2 separate regions of the Ctenopharyngodon idella genome follow, and region 2 is linked to region 1. Evidence: chromatin contacts called from public Hi-C data. All regions are on one chromosome and are shown on one strand. The core of a region is the stretch at or near the end of the contact, and the rest is flanking DNA. Distances in the headings are between cores, read along the strand shown. Region 1 holds the start of fam43a (family with sequence similarity 43 member A). Region 2 holds the start of xxylt1 (xyloside xylosyltransferase 1).

Region 1 (2,698 bases), core at 71-2,570:
GCACCCAAACGCTCTTCATCATCATCATTGTTACCATGTAAGTGTGGCTAGATTGTTTTTGTTCGGTCAGCCGACTTCTTGCATTTTCCCATCCACAATGCCATTAGGCAGAGAAACCAGCTCTTGGTTGCTCTCTATGGAGGACTCGCTGCTCGTGCTCTCCCCGGACAGCAGGCGAGTCACTTTCAGGTCGGCTTTTAGCGTCTGCACGTCGTTCCCTATACTCATGGAGCCCAAGTCATTGATAATCTGGCACAGTTCTTGCTTGCCGTTGGCCATACAGTCGCTGTCGTTGTCCAGAATATCCTCGCACTCAAAGTGCATGGATTTCTCCTCCTCCTCCTCTCCGATCAGGTCCTCCGTGATGGAGCCCAGCTTGGGTGCGCTCCTGCTGCGCTCCACCGGGGGTTTATAGTAACACTGTCCGTTTAGCAGCTTCCTCAAGGGCACCAAGGGAATCGTTTGCTCCCCGATCAATTGCTGCTGCTGGTGCCTGGCATCGTCCCTTCTTTTGAGTCTTTTAAACTCGGCCAGGGCTGTCGCTGAGGTCTGGTAGAGAAGCAGCGCCATGGCCTTCGCCTTCTCCGGCTTGGACACCAGCACGGCGTGGCAGCGCAGCATCACCGCCTTGTGCTTCATCTCGTGCCGGTAAATCCAGGCGAATATCTTGGGGAGCCGCGGGTCTGCGACACAGTAGGTGATCCTGTGCAATAAATAGAGATGTCCTGGTCTCTTCGCCTTTTCGTCGACGTGAACCATGCGGATGCCCTGCGAGCTGATGGTCAACTTCATTTTGGTGCCGTTCTTGCCCATCTCGCTCTTGCCCCAGATCTTACTGACGGCCACGTCCGTGCATCCGTCCCCCTTGGACTGGATAGTGGTGGCATTCCCCAGATACAAGACTGTATACGTAGGGTCCTCGCTGGTGATTTTCACCTTTTTCCTCTTGGATTTGAACATGCTCCCGACTCTGTTGAGTGCGCTTTCTGGGCAGGATTTGGCGAAGGAGGTGAGCGCAGAGTAGTTGAGGCTCACGGCATAGCCCTTCTGCTTGGACTGCTGCTTGTCTTCCTCGATCAGCTCGAACTTGTTCTTCTTCCAAGGCAACATACTGGTCGTCTTGAGGACAAAGAAGATACTAAATCTACTCTAGTAATTCTATTACGCCTAAATTCTACCACGAAACAGACTTTAGTCATTTATCGGCTTGCTTTAAGACATTTTCAAAGTTGCAGAGCACTTCATAGACCTGTGAGCGGAGGAGTGTCGCGTCGGACGCTATAATCGCCGCATCACTAAATAACACACTGTACTGTCCGAGCGTGAAACAGTGACTTATATATCGGAATGAACCAATTCAGCCTCACAGAGGGGAGTTAGGACGATACCAAGACGGGGCTTAAAGGTGCCTGGGATTTTTCGCCCAGCTGTTGCTCAAGTATCCATATATTTATTTATTAAAGTTATTTATTTATGTGAAGTGTTTCATATCGGATAATTTGTTCTCATTTATGCACAGACTTATACGTATGTCAAGGAGTATATTTATATCTGTTTAGTTTGCGGACAACAAAAAAATCTTTTTCTCTGCAGATATACCACTTTTTTAGCGATATTGACACCGAAGTGTCATATTCTTTTAATTTCTATAAGGCTAAAAATAGCTAAATTTAAGTATTTAACCTGATATTATATACATAACAACAACAACTATTATTATTATTGTTATTACGACATATTCTACAATAATGAAAATAATCTGTCGTAATAAAGTTTAAGTATGTAGCCTATTATTAGCCTATATATTAACAACAACAACAAAATGTAATTATTAATTAAATATTACAATGATTAAATATATTACATATAATTATTATTAACAATAATATTTAATTATTGTTATTATTATTATTATTATCTTTTTTATTTTTATTATTAGTATTACTATTAGGATTAGTATTATTGCCCCTTTTGGGGCATAGAGCAGGAAGAAGGATTTGGGCGAATCTGAAACTTGTTATGTAATGCCCTCTACTGGTGGCATGCTAACAATGCAAGGGAACAGACAGTCTATTTGTAACCCTGGACCACAAAACAAGTAATAAGGGTTCATTTTTTGAAATCTGAAAGCTGAATAAATAAGTTTTCCATTGATGTATGGTTTGTTAGGATAGGACAATATTTGGCAGAGATACAACTATTTGAAATCTGGAATCTGAGGGTGCAAAAAAAAAACAAAATATTGAGAAAATCACCTTTAAAGTTGTCCAATTGAAGTCTTTTGCAATGCATATCCACTCACAAAAAATATATATTTTTGATACATTTACGGTAGGAAATTTACAAAATATATTCATGGAACATGATCTTTACTTTATATCCTAATGATTTTTGGCATAAAAGAAAAATCGATAATTTTGACCCATACAATGTATTGTTGGCTATTGCTACAAATATACCTGTGCGATTTATGACTGGTTTTGTGGTCCAGGGTCACATTTTTGTTCACTGACTTCAAGCAGTTTGAAAACAGTTCCCCATCCGGAACTATTCAAAGCAAAGCCTTTGGTTTTTCCTCGGACATATTTTAGTGAGACACCCTATAACAAACCAAACGTGTTGCGACGATTTATCTTTTCGCTGTAATTTCAGTCAGTCTTTAAAATATAAACATATGCTCTTGACTAAGCTGAACAAA
Region 2 (2,698 bases), core at 107-2,606, 130 kb before region 1:
GTCTTCAATATTTTGAGTGTTATGTGACTATGTACAAATAAACGTATTTCAAGAATTTTCCTTACTGTTTTACTTCATATGTATATGTTTGTGTATCTGAATGGCATTAACATTCACAGTTTACACTCTCAGAGTAACAGTAGCTTGACTAGAACATTTTGTGACCAACTTTGTGTAGATCATGTGACAAATGCTTGTGAAAAACCTGATGGTGACAGTGAGTCAACAGTCATTGTCACACATATGACTTATTTCATTAGTGACCTACAAATACTTATTAAACAAACCTTTTAAACAATATTTTAAAACATTTTAAAAAGTTACATAGAATATATTTAAAAATAATTTGAAAACTTTTCCATGTTTAAATTAGACATTAAAACCTTGATTTTCCAGTGTGGTCTCAGGATTTGATAATGGTTTTGTTTTAATAACAATGAAAAATCTTTGTTAAATTATAGCAATAATATATAATTAATAAAAAAGAGTAAATTACACACACACACACACAGATAAGCTATATATATATATACAGTCAAACCAAAAATTATTCAGACATTTTTGATATTTTTTTTACTAGTGGGTGCAGGACACTATAGTTCATTTATGTAAGTGAGGATATCAAAATAAAGTAAACTGTGACATATTATACCCAAAAATTCTTCATACAGTGGACTACCAGTAAAATTTATAAAAATTCGGAACCAAAAATTATTCAGACACTTTGACCTGACCATGTTTTGCTTAAGTGTTATCTGACATAATTAAGATGAATTTTTTTGACACAGTTTAACTCTGAGATCTTGTCATTTTATTACCTTTTTTTTTTTTTTTAAATTATAGTGAATAAACTAATAATGAGTGAAATGTTCAAGGTGTCTGAATAAATCTTGGTTTGACTGTATGTATATATATATATATATATATATATATATATATATATATATATATATATATATATATATATATATTGCTATAATTCAACAAAGATTTTTCATTGTTAAATTATAGCAATAATATATAAGAGTAAATTACATACATACATACACACAGATAAGCTATATATATAGCTTATTTTTACTTTTATAAGTTGTTCTTTTTTTGAAGTACAAAATACTTTAAACATCAAAAAAGTAATCTATATCCATAACTAAATAGAAATAAAATAAGTCTAAGTAAATACAGCTTCTACAGCTATAGTTAGCTATACAAGTTATATTTTAAATCAACATTAAAAAAATTGTCGTACATTCCATTCTCTGATAGAAATAAGGTTCTATCTTTATTTCTTAATTTATCTACGGTGCACTTTAAAATAAAGAAATAAAGAAATAAAAAATGGTTAATCTACCATGTGATTGCGAGTCTTTTATTATGAACTGTTTAACTTCCGGTGATGTAAAACGAGCAAGTGTTTAGATGTCTCGTGTCTTCACACTTCTTCTGCTTTTTGCAAATTCATTTTTCCCTTCAATCTTTAGTGACCGACTGCTCTACAGTTTGCTTTCAACAGCAGTGAAGGACTTCTGATGTTAGTGCGCGTTTCTGAATGTGTCATGTGACGGCGGTAAGTGCCTCAGTACAATCTTGTGCAGTAACATGCCATCCTGCAGCAAGGTCCACGGATTATTCATGTACGGATTTGCATATTTAAAAGAACGTCTGCTGCTGACTTGCATTAGAGCTGACACTGACACTGACACCGACACCGTTGAAGGTTGTTCACTTTTGAATTGTCATTTGACCCTGAATGACTCAAACGGACAGTTCATCCAAAAAAGAACATTCTTATGTCATAATGTCGTTAAACTCGTATGACTATTTTGTTTTCCTTGTTGCGAAAACCGCGAAATATTGAAGAGTTTCTTTTCCATGTAATGAACGTGAATGAAGAGTGGGGGTGTTCACCAAAAATGTAAATAAATTAATCATAAAAATAGTCTATATGACTATATTCCAAGTCTTCTAAAGCCATAATATATCATTATATCAATAAAATAATTTTCTCACTCTTGTATTTCCTTCTGTGAAACAAAATAATTGTAATTTTAGGTTAACTATCCATTTAATAGAGAAGTTGAGAAATCGAAAACGTTTGTCATCATTAATAAATTGCTTTATTGAAGAGTGAATGTTTCAGTTCCCCCCCATTCCATACAGTGAATGCGGACTGGGCTGTCAAGCTCCAAAATGACAAAAACACACCATAAAAGTTTTATAAAAACTGTCCATATGACATATCACTAAGTCTTCTTAAGTCATATTACAGATTCGTGTGATGAACAGGCCTTAATTTAAGTCCTTATTATTTACTGATCCCCTTTTCCGTAGCTCTCAAAACAAAGATAGTACCATTTGATCTCATTAGGTATAATATCAAGTGTGAAGTGACATTTTCAGCTCAGGAAATGCCATTGATAAATTCCTTTTTCTTGCATTCAAGGCATGGATTAGGAACTGTCAACAAGACGGGGAAAGAAATGACATCCTAATCTATTTTGTGCATGTAGAAGTGGATCCATGGGTGTCCTGCGGGTGCTGTCGGTCACCATGGGAAGGATCAGTACTTTCAGGTCCTATCAGATCATGCTGCTCCTTGCCGCAGCCTTGGCAGTGGTGGCGTTCTACTACTTCGGCTCTGAAAAGCAAAACTTCTCCAGCACCACAAAACGTATCAAGGAAACACAATCGAGCCACA

Evidence for each region. Hi-C and Micro-C count contacts between places; a contact is called where the count stands out from the background.
Region 2: a contact with region 1 is called in a Hi-C map of muscle, with 6 times the contacts expected there. The contact joins the promoter of xxylt1 here to the promoter of fam43a in region 1. A contact is called at or near these places in 2 of 2 Hi-C or Micro-C datasets (both in muscle).

The regions. Positions count from the first base shown.
Region 1 is chr11:25,520,281-25,522,978 of HZGC01, reverse strand. fam43a (family with sequence similarity 43 member A) reads right to left here and starts at 1,320. Exons shown (of 1, transcript XM_051913042.1): 1 at 1-1,320. The coding sequence starts at 1,110. The coding sequence ends at 67. lsg1 (large 60S subunit nuclear export GTPase 1) reads left to right here and starts at 2,635. Exons shown (of 14, transcript XM_051911969.1): 1 at 2,635-2,698.
Region 2 is chr11:25,653,363-25,656,060 of HZGC01, reverse strand. It overlaps xxylt1 (xyloside xylosyltransferase 1), which reads left to right and starts at 1,356. Exons shown (of 5, transcript XM_051912002.1): 1 at 1,356-1,567; 2 at 2,511-2,698. The coding sequence starts at 2,521. pik3ca (phosphatidylinositol-4,5-bisphosphate 3-kinase, catalytic subunit alpha) reads left to right here. Exons shown (of 22, transcript XM_051911998.1): 22 at 1-55.